3 separate regions of the Mus musculus genome follow, and regions 2 and 3 are each linked to region 1. A link is a contact called in public Hi-C and Micro-C data. All regions are on one chromosome and are shown on one strand. Each heading gives the region's core, a stretch centred on a gene start, on an enhancer-like site or on the middle of the called end of the contact. The rest is flanking DNA. Distances are from core to core; before and after follow the strand shown. Region 1 holds the start of Kctd12 (potassium channel tetramerisation domain containing 12). Region 2 holds the start of Pou4f1 (POU domain, class 4, transcription factor 1). Region 3 has its middle 25 kb from the start of Gm9922.

Region 1 (3,511 bases), core at 538-3,037:
TACCTGTAACTTTAAAAACAAACAAAAAAATCTCTTTATTTACAGTCTCTGAACTGCGTCCTTGGGGTCTTCCAGCATACGGTCTACCATTCAATTGTCTAAAACTCTCTTTCTAATGAGGGTCAAATCTCTAACAACCTTTTAAAGCACTCTCTCCACACAGCACTCTCAGTTCTGATCTCTGAAACCGCTATGGAGTCAAAGGGTTTAAGATGTCAAGGACTCGTCCGAACTGCACGCCGGACACCGTGCAATCCGATTCTGATCAATTCAGTCATTCCCAGGTACTTGGTGACTGTCCCACTAGATCACGACAATCTGGGGGAAGGGTGGTTGGAGGCCAGGAGTAGAGGAAGCATGAGTGAAGGGCTACATCAGAACACTCTCTCGGCTAGTGGGGTCCAAAGATGATGAAGACGCCCAGAGGATTTGTGGCTGCAGATTCGCAAGTGGGGTGCAGACGGGTCTGGGTGACCTACTAGGAGATCTGGGGGTGGGGGCAGAAGGAATCGGGAAACAGGGAGGAAGCGAGGGCATCTATAATCCTGTCCCCCGAGGGGAGGAAGGGAAGTGGGCACCGGAGTGGCGAGGGGCGGGCGTGGGGAGCTCACTCCCTGCAGAAGACGTACTCGGTGTAGCTGGTCCAGATCTTGTCCTCGCTCTGGTCGGTGCTGCTAGCAAAAGCGCAGGTGCCCGTGGAGCTGCACGCCACCATGTGGAAGCCCGACTCGGACAGCTTATCGAAGGCCTGCTCTAGGAAGTTGAACTTGAGGTAATAGCGGGAGGTGTAGCGCTCCGGGGGCCGGTCGGGGTCCCGGCTCTCATTCAGGGTGTCCCCAAACACCTCCTTGGCCAGCGACGTCTTGCCGCACACGGTGATGCGCGCCACCCGCCGGAACTTGGCGTCCGCCTGAGCGTCGCGCCCGATGGTGTAGGAGCCGCGGTAGCCGATGGTGATGTAGCCGGAGCGCCGGCTGCCGTCCAAAGACTGGGACGGCGTGAGCAGGGGCCCCGCCGCGCCCCCGGACGGGCTGCGGCTAGCCAGCTCCAGCGTGGGCGAAGGCGCCCCGGCCGAGGCGCCCTCCTGCGGCTCGGGCTCTGCGTAGCCCAGCGGCAGCAGCTCATCGCCCAGAGAGCCCTCCTTGTGCACCCCGCGGCGCGAGTGCGGCGGCGGTGGCCCCGGACCGGGTTGCTGGGGCGCCCCGAGGCGACGCACGAGCTCCGGCAGCTCGAAGTACTCGGCCTCGCGCTGCAGCCGGCTGCGCTCCGGGAAGTAGTCGGGCAGCACGAGCTGCAAGTCCCGCAGGTAATCCAGGATGTAGCGGAAGAGGAAGCCGTCCCGGTCCAGAAAGAAGCGGCCTTTGCTGTCCCGGGCCAGCTCCTGCGGCTGCTGCTGCGTGAACATACGCCAGAGCAGCGAGTCGGGCACGGACACCACGGTGCAGCGCCGGGTCACATACACCTGCCCTCCCACGTTCAGCTCTACGATGTCCGGGAAGAGCGGCGGCTCCGCCGAGGACGACGACGAGCCGCTGCCACCTCCGCCTCCGCCCCCGTTGGGTAATCCTCGGGTGCTGTCCGCCAGAGCCATGGCCAAAAAGAGGTGGCCCGGATGGGCCAAGTGGCAGGGAGCGGGGTCGCGATCGGAAGCCCCAGCGGCTCTTATCGGGGAGCCCTGCGCTCAGGCGGCGGCCGGCCACTGAGAGCCGCGCGGTGCGAGCGCGCAGCAGTGCGCCCACGAGAGCCCCGGTGCGCTGCGCCTGCCTCGCCCGCGCGCTCCAGGCGAGTGGCGGGTCGCGGCCCGCGCGCCGCTTAAGTAGAGCCGCCCGCTTGGGCGGCGCGGCGCGCAGGAGGCGGTGGGCGGCTGCGGAGCCGCTGAGCTCGCTCCCGGGGCGGGGAGGGCTGGGGCGGGGTGGGGGTGGGGGAGGAGCGGGGAATGCATTTGCATGCTAAACGCTGACGCGGCTCGGGGCTGCAGGCTCCACCCTGACCCGCGCGCTCCGGGGGACGACCGGACTGTCACCGCCCGTCCGCCCACCCGCTCCGGGCCCAGCTCCTCTTCCTCTTCCGCAGTGGGTCAGAGCCTCCAGGCGCTTCTCCAGGAGGCTGATCACTAAAGCGATCCTCTTGTGTTCCCACCTCCCCTCCCGCCGCCCTTCTCGGCTGACCGCAGCCGGCACCCGGGGACTCCAGAAGGGGTTGGAAACTTTCTGGCAGAGTGGAAAAGCTTGATTGCCTGCGGCTAGCGCCCTCTAGACCTACCCGCTTCTAACAGTGCAGAGCGCTGCTGTTGGAGATCCATCCCCGGGTCTCTGGAAGTTCTGAAGAGACACTAACTTGGAAAGGATGCACCGGTCCCTTCAAGTCCAGACCACCCAAAGGTTTTTCACGTGACTATGTGACTAGCGTATAGCCTCGAAAAATCCCTAGAAACCACAAGCGAATGCTTCGCGAAAATGCTCTGTTAGATTATTTTGCGAGAGCATAAAGTCTTTGGTTAGGAAACCACAACACAGTACTGCAGTGAGCAGAAATGACTAGGAGAGGAAGTTGGGTGGACACAAAGGGGGGGGGAGGGGCTTACACTGCGTGGGCAAGAAAAGCTAATAAGCGCCTCCAATAGTGGGACGTGAGGCCTCCGGTTGCTTTCAGCCATCTGTAAATCGCACCAGAAAATTCCAATCTAATATTTTCTTTTATTCGTATTATTAGTATTTAATGATTTTACTAGTATTTCATTATTTTACTAAAATTCCGCTGATGTTTTATTTGTTCCTTGAAATGTTAATGCACGTATAGAAAATAATTTACTTTTAGCCCATGCATAACTGTTCTAAAGGTCCAGTAACCCGTGTTCTCCTCCTCCCTCCATCGTTCTCTTCTGTACTTTACAAGACCGTCCACCAGAGAAGAAAGGCTGTGTAGGTCTGAAGGCCCTTCAGATTTAGCCATGCTCTCTATGGACTCCTACTTGTTCAGCGTTTGGAGTCATGCACAAATTTCAGCCCACAGAATTCTGCCACTGCCGGGAAACCTTCCATGGTCTCCCAGGGGAATGAGACAGGTTGCTCTTCAAATTCCCATCTTTGCACTTGGCACGTTCTGAAATCTCAAATTTGTGGTCTGTTATCTGATCGTTGGTTTTTGGTGAATAAATAGATAAGGGCTTCAAGAAGCCCAAGATAGAGGAGACTCTGAAAAACCACAATTTTAATAAATGCTCTTATACGTTGCTGGGCATCAGGCTGTGGAGAATTCAAGGCTGACTACCTACATCTCCTTTAGAGCAGCCAAGAGGCAAAGGGTTGGCCATCTGAACAGTTATCAGATCACTTTGAAGGACAGGCTGTCAATCACAATAAGCCCAGAAAGATCTTTGTCTTAATAATGATGTCTACCCTTTGTGCGACTGTCCAATGAGCTTGATAGTCTTCTCACGGATGAATGTCATTTTCATTTCTGAAATGTTTATGTCTGCCAAACAATTACTGCACTCGTGTCACAGAGCTGA
Region 2 (3,511 bases), core at 701-3,200, 1.5 Mb after region 1:
ACTCGAACCTGCAGATGGTGCTCTGGCTGAGCGAGCCCACGCCCGGGATCTTGAGGTTGGCCAGCGCCGAGCCCACGTCGGCCTGCGTCACGCCCAGCTTGATGCGCCGCTGCTTGAAGCGCTCGGCGAACGCCTCGAGCTCGCGCGGGTCCGTGTCCGAGTCGCAGATGGACGCCAGGCCCGCCGCGCCCACCACCGCCGCCGCGGCCGACGCCGCCGCCACCTGCCCCGCCGCCGCCGCCGCCGCTGCCGCCGCCGCGCCGTGGTGCGCCGCCGCGGCCACGAGCCCGGGATGCGGCAGCCCGGACGGCATGTTCATGGCCGCCGCCGCCGCGGGGTGCGACAGGTGGCCCAGGCCGTGCATGTGCGGGTGCGGATGCGCCGAGCCGCCCAAGAGCCCGCCGCCCGGGCCGCCGCCGCCGCCCCCCGGGCCGCCGCCGCCGCCGCCACCCCCGGGGCCGCCGCCGCCCGGGCCACCGCCGCCCCCCGGTCCGCCTCCGCCCCCGGGGCCGTCGTGGGCGCCGCCGCCGCCTCCCGCCGCGCCTGCGCCCCCTGCGCCGGCCATGAGCGCGAGCGACGGCGACGAGATGTGGTCCAGCAGGTCACCGGGCTCGAGCGCCTGGTGGTGGTGGTGGTGGTGGTGGTGGTGCGCCAGCGGCACGGTGGACGTGGACGTGCAGGGCACGCTATTCATCGTGTGGTACGTGGCGTCCGGCTTGAAAGGGTGGCTCTTGCCCTGGGACACCGCGATGTCCACGGCCGCCAGCGCCTCGGCCCGCGCCAGCAGCGTCTCGTCCAGGCTGGCGAAGAGGTTGCTCTGCAGCTGCAGGCGACACAAACCAAACCAAAAAGAAAAGGAAAGAAAAAAAAAAGAAGAAAGAAAAAGAAAAAAAAAGAAAAAAGGGGGGACAAACACCAAAGAAACCACAAAACAAACACACAAGCAGGAAAGCACGGGCAAAAGGCAAAACACAAAGCGACCAAAATAACAACGGGGGGTGGGAAGAGCAGGGTCAACGGAGGACCGGGGGACGATTTGAGAACATGCCGGGGTGGGGGAAATAGAAGGGGAGAGGCACAGGGCCAGGGAAGGGTAGAAGGGGACGCACACGGAAACACATTCCGGGGAAGACAGTGGGAGACGACAAAAAAGAGCGAAAAGAAGAAGAAAAAGAAGAAATGGAGATGTCACTCGAAGCTAAGGACCCGTGCCACACACCCGAACGAGAAAGCGAGCGAGCGAGCGAGCGAGCGAGCGAGCGAGCAGAGATCGCCTTGTGCAGGCGTAAAATTAACCGACAAAGTGGAGCCAAGTCGACAGCCGCGGCCCGAGAGCTCCCCGCGGATGGCAGGCGCTGGACAGAGGCACAGGCGGATGGGACCCGGGCCTCCAGCGGCCCCGGGCCACGCGTGCCTGGCAGCGGGATCCCTCTAAGAGCAGTCCCGCCCGCGGGAGCGGGGCCCGGAGCCGCCCGGGGCAGCTGCCGCCAGGCAGCGGCGCGGAGCGGGGGAGGGGGCGAGCGCGCGGGCCGGGACCGGGGCCGCGGGCGTGGGGCGCTTACCGGCGGCGTGGGCAGGCAGGCCCGCCGGATGGCCTCGGAGCTGGAGTGCAGCGACGGGTACTTGTGCTCAGGGAGGGTGGGATGCATGGCAAAGTGAGGCTGCTTGCTGTTCATGGACATCATCTTGGCGCCTTGGCATGTAAAAATCCACAAAACACTCGCAAAGTCCGCGGCAAAGTGCGCACGCCGGCTCGCCCGGCCTCCGTCCCGAGGCTGCGCTCGCTCGCACTGCTCGGCGGCTCCGCTCGGAGGCTCGCCGCGGGGGCTGCTGCTGCTGCTGCTGCCGCTGCTGCGCCGGCGAGCGCAGCCCGCTGCCTCGGACCGACCGCGCAGAGCGCCCGCCCGCCGGCCCGCGCGCAGGTCCCGCGATCCCGCTTCTCCGAGAGCTCTAGCCCCGGCGCGCCGACGGGCTGCGCTCCTCTTACACCTGAGCCCCACTTCTCGCGGCCGGCCCGGGCAGCTCTCGCGAGAGCTCGCGGGCCCCGCCGCGCTGACAGACAGCAGCTGTCTCCGTCTGTCTGGCGCGCGCCCTCCCCGCGGCCGCGGCGCCGTGCTTGGGCGAGCGAGCGGGCGGGCGGGCGCGCGCGCGCTCGTCGAGCCGCGACCGGCGGCGGCGCGTGGGAGCCGCTCTTATAGTGACCACCAGCAAGGACAAGGCAGGTGATGCACCTGTAGCTGGCCAGGCATGCGCGCTGCAGGTCCCACCTTGCCTCCGCCGGTCTGCAAAGATCAAAAAGGGCCCGTTATTGTTGAAGGGTAGGAACCTTTTGGAGGAAGAAAGCCAGGATGCAAGCACTCCTCTCGGGTGTGTTTTCCTCCCAGAATATATGCGCATTATTTAGGCACACCTCCACTACCCGGTGCCTAACAAGCTGTTATATAATGTATACAGAGAGGCATTTGTATGTTAAATTATGCCCGTGCATTCCTCTGTATATGGAGAAAAATAGCAACACAGAAATGCGCTGTGGATGATGCTGTCTTTATGCTGCAAGAACCTGTTTCTTTCATGGTTTATAAATAGGCTCCCGGAGAATAATAGCCATGACAGACAGTTGTTTGAAGCAGTCAGACGCTATTGATTTCCACGTAATTTAATTTCTCTGCATACTTTGTTGTTGTGAATATAACTGTGTCAGGCACCACCAGTGACAGTCACTTAGGAGCAGTAAGGAGTGTGTGCTTTCTACTCGGGAAAAGCTGTTGAAATGAAATTGTGCATTTCTCTTATTGTTTGTCTCCTTTAACCGTGTACAAACTCACATTTCAAAGGAGCTCTAGGTGATCTGAGGCTTTGAGTCATCAAAAAGGAAAAATAGTAAACAGGGTGTAGCCGAGATCTTTATCTTTTCCTCTCCAGTGAGACACACACACACACACACACACACACACACTTTTTTCCCCCCTGGAAACTCCAGGAAAAGAAATCCACTTCAGAGAAAAGGGAATAAGATGTTGAAAAGAGAACTTTCTTTCACATCGCTTTGGACCCTTGCTTTTTATATCTGCCTGCTTACAGTATTTTTCTTACCTGGGATACAGAATGAAGCTAATCTATAGATTGTAATTCAAAATGTAAATTCAAATCAGATAGAAGGAACTGGTATGCTATCTAGTCCAGCCTTCAATAATAGTAACAACAACAACTGTGAAATGAAGACCTATGAAGAAGAAATAAATTAATGAACCTGTTATATTACCCTCATGTAGCAGCAGATCAAGGGCCTCTCTGGGGAGCCTCAGCTTGGGTGCCTAAGTCCCTAAGGATACAGTCCTTGCCTAGGGTGATAATAACGGTCCAGATGTTATCACATCTGCTGGCTAGAGAGCCTGAGAGAGACAAGAAACTGCTTATGGGAAGCAGAGATCAGATACATAATCTTTCAGGTCACTCGCACAACAAGAAGGTCTGCATTTCCACCAAAGAGGAGATCTCATTTCTGCAAACC
Region 3 (3,511 bases), core at 580-3,079, 1.3 Mb before region 1:
GCATGACTCTCCAAGTATCCCTCAAAGATCCTGGGTTGGTGACTATCTGGGTACTTAAGCATTGAGTCCTATAGTGTCTGCCCTTCCTACAGTTTCTCTTTAGGTGTCACTGGCTGTCTCAAGACTTGGAAGTTCAGGAAAGTGGGAAGGCAAGGTCCAGGCCCCCATCTCGATGAAAATACTAGTGAAATCTTGTATTAGAACATCAGAGCCAAAGTTGCCAGGAAATCACATGTCTCCTCCGGAGCTGAAGCTGAAACCGAATTCCTCCAGAGGCCAAGAACCATCAAACCTATAGCTCTCTTGACCCCATGGGTCTCTGCCTTCCTCTTCTTCGCCATCATCGTTGTCATCATGTTGAATCATCTCTCCAAAAAAAAAAAAAAATTATCTCTGTGGCTGCAAGGTCCAGTAAAGCTGTAAAAGTCTAGGGAAAGATTGAAGAAGCTCATTCCTGTAGGAAGACTGGAACTTTGAACTTCTGCAACCTGTGGGCACCAAGAGACTGCCAGCTTTCACCACCCTCTTGAATCTATTTTAGATAATTCTTGCATAGATCTGTGTACACACACACACACACACACACACACACACTCATGTTTTCTCATACATACATACATATGTATGTACATATCCTGTACAACCAGTCCTCTATATGTAAGTATCAAAGGTGTCCTCAGACCAATGAACTGTAGACGGAAAACATTTAGAAACATTAACATCTTTACACAGATCTTTGTCATTTCCCTTAAGCCAATCTAACAGCAATATGTCGTATTCCTAGTGATCTGGAGATTGCTTGAAGTGTTCAGGAGAGTGTAGATAGATGATATGACATACTGTGTCATTTTGGGCTGTGGATGTCCTATAGGTTATGTTGGGTGGGGCTGGGATGGGACCCATAACTAGTCCACAGATAAAATAAGGATGTTCGCATGTCCTTGTTGTCACATAAAAAAGGCCGGTGACGTGGGTATAAATTCTGTTAATTAAATCCTTTGCTGATGCCAAAGAAACCACTTGAAAAGTGTGTACTCACTGTAAGATATCTTGAGAGCTGGTTTACAGGGCTTTTTTTTTTTTTTTTAGATTTATTTCTTTATTATATGTAAGTACACTGTAGCTGTTTTCAGACACTCCAGAAGAGGGCATCAGATTACATTACGGATGGTTGTGAGCCACCATGTGGTTGCTGGAATTTGAACTCCGGACCTTCAGAAGAGCAGTCGGTGCTCTTAACCACTGAGCCATCTCGCCAGCCCTACAGGCTTTTTATACACACAAAGTTTGATGTTTTCATGTTTTAAGATTCTCTGATAAGACAGCCAAACATTAGCTGAAGCTTAGGAAATCCTGTAGAAGAGGGGAAGGAAGTATTGTAGGAGTCAGACAGGTCAAGGACACCATAAGAAAACCCATAGGATCAACGAACCTGGGCTCATAGGGGCTCACTGAGACTGAACCAACAACCAGGGAGCCTGCACAGGTCTAACCTTTGTATTCATGTTATAGTTATGTAGGCTGGTTTTCGGCGGAACTTCTAACAGTGGAGCCTGTATCTGGTTCTGTTGGATGCTTTTGGAACCATTTTCCTTCTACTGGTTTGCCTACTGCAGCTTTAAAAGGAGAGGATGAGAGGCCAAACCTATTCCATCTTGGGGCCAGCCTCCATTTTAAAAGAAAAAGAGCCCAAGAACTTGACCTCAGCTAAACCCAAGCTGCACCCATTCTAGGAAGAACCACAGAGTTTGCCTCTGGCCCATGCCCCAGACTTACTCCCTAGCTACTCCTTAGTGACAGCCAATCAAGATTAGTTGGATTGTTCCAGGTGTACTTTCAGACCGTTGTGATTGTTCATGGTTTTGCTTTAGAGCACCCACCTGTTGGCTTACGTATGTTATAATAGTCATTCAATTATAGGCTTGCCAGTTTGGAAACCCCCTCGCTTGCTTGACATTTCCTGTAAAACCTTGTCCTGCTGAGGGCTCAGGGCTTCACCCTCCCATCCTGTTTAGTCAGGGTCAGCAATGAGCCCAAGCTCCAGTTTAAATAAAACAAGACCCTCGTGTGATTGGCATCAGAATAAGGTCCTTGGTGGTCTTTTGGGGTTCAAGAACGATTCCTGAGTGGGAACAACAAGGAGGTGCTTAGTCTTTTCTGCAACTTGATATGCTATGGTTCCTTGATATCAATGAGAAGCCTGCCCTTTTCTGAAGACAGAGGGGCCGGGGAGAGGGGAGGTTGGGAGGAGGGACTGGAAGGAGAGAGTGGCAAGGGAAACTGAAGTCAGGATGTAAAATAAACAAACAGATTTGTTCCTTGTATTTTCATTAAATGATTATCAGAGCAGAAGTATGGAATATGCTCTGTTCACGTAGCAGAAAGTGGATCATCATTTCCTTTATTTTGATATAAAATTTGACCATATAAACATATATAAAGAATACTCCCCTGACAGATATACAGCAGAGGACTGCTTGGTGAGAGAAGATGAACCTAACCCTCGAGAGACTCAAGGCCCCAGGGAATGGGGAGGTTTGATGGGGTGGTGGAGGACATCCTCTTGGAGACAGGGAGGAGGAATGGGATGAGGAACAGTCTGAGGACAGACTGGGAGGCAGATAAAGATTGGACTGTAAAAAAAAAAAAGAAAGATGGCACTTGCTTTTTATCCTAGCAGAAAAGCAAAGGCACAAGGATCCATTTTCAAGTTCAAGGCCAGCTTGGTCTACAAGAACAAGTTCCAGGACAGTCAAGTCTACGTGGAGAAGCCCTGTCTTGAAAAACAAAAACAAAAACAAAAACAAAAACAAAAACAAAAACAAAACAACAAAAAAGACTCTTAAGGCCTCGGAGGGCAGTGCCAGTGTGTCATAGCTATTTTGATCTCATTTCTTACATATTCTTACTTGTTTTGTTTTGTTTTTTGTTTTTTGTTTTTTTAAGTTACTCTAAATCTGTGTCTTTGGGTTATTCTGAACCTCTTATTTATATCTGTTTGTTAGGTGAAGGCCCTCACTGTGACATTTCTATAGTCGACAACTACATACCCCAAGGAAGCCCTCCAAGACAGTGAAGACAGGCTGTTTGTTGTCTGTAGCTCCTCTGATGGGCAGTGTGGTTGAGAACCCACATCTGGATATAACCGTTAGTGGAAACTGTCACTAAATGAACTGAAATTACCTAGAAAATTATAACAGCTTTCAGATATACAAACTACATACGGCTTCCATGTGAAACATCCCTCATTAGGTCTTCAGACACGTGGTCACCAGTTGATGGCATTGTTTTAAAAGGCTGTGTAACCTTTAAGAGTTGGAAGCTGGAGTCAGATGCAGATATTTGTGTCCAACCAATGGACAGAAGCAGCTGACCCCTGTTGTTAAATTGGGGAAAAGCTGAAAGAAGCTGAGGAAAAGGGTGACCCTGTAGGAGGACCAGCAGTCTCAATTAATCTGGACCCCTGAGATCTCTCAAACACTGGACCACCAAACAGGCAGCAAACACCAGC

The links. A called contact is a pair of places that touch in the nucleus more often than the background predicts.
Region 2: a Micro-C map of embryonic stem cells shows a contact between it and region 1, with 7 times the contacts expected there. The contact joins the promoter of Pou4f1 here to the promoter of Kctd12 in region 1. A contact is called at or near these places in 2 of 39 promoter capture datasets (embryonic stem cells and pre-B cells), 5 of 484 Hi-C or Micro-C datasets (all in embryonic stem cells) and 1 of 115 datasets of contacts at active chromatin or transcription factors (embryonic stem cells).
Region 3: a Hi-C map of B cells shows a contact between it and region 1, with 11 read pairs. The contact joins the enhancer-like site here to the promoter of Kctd12 in region 1. A contact is called at or near these places in 3 of 39 promoter capture datasets (3T3-L1-derived adipocytes, cranial neural crest and maxillary cranial neural crest), 1 of 484 Hi-C or Micro-C datasets (B cells), 7 of 115 datasets of contacts at active chromatin or transcription factors (embryonic forebrain, embryonic limb bud, embryonic stem cells and 4 more) and 1 of 9 other capture datasets (embryonic stem cells).

Annotation. Positions count from the first base shown.
Region 1 is chr14:102,980,850-102,984,360 of GRCm38.p6, forward strand. It overlaps Kctd12 (potassium channel tetramerisation domain containing 12), which reads right to left and starts at 1,788. Exons shown (of 1, transcript NM_177715.4): 1 at 1-1,788. The coding sequence starts at 1,591. The coding sequence ends at 608. Mir5130 (microRNA 5130) reads right to left here and starts at 1,783; the gene lies at 1,700-1,783.
Region 2 is chr14:104,466,049-104,469,559 of GRCm38.p6, forward strand. It overlaps Pou4f1 (POU domain, class 4, transcription factor 1), which reads right to left and starts at 1,951. Exons shown (of 3, transcript NM_011143.4): 1 at 1,563-1,951; 2 at 1-823. The coding sequence starts at 1,685.
Region 3 is chr14:101,702,797-101,706,307 of GRCm38.p6, forward strand. It overlaps the pseudogene Gm18075. Among named protein-coding and RNA genes, the nearest start is that of Gm9922, 25 kb to the right of the region's middle. Within about 2 kb of position 1,830, at least 10 of the 459 cell types and tissues checked have an H3K27ac peak or open chromatin away from gene starts, as enhancers often do. A contact at or near this core is called in B cells, where this site is marked.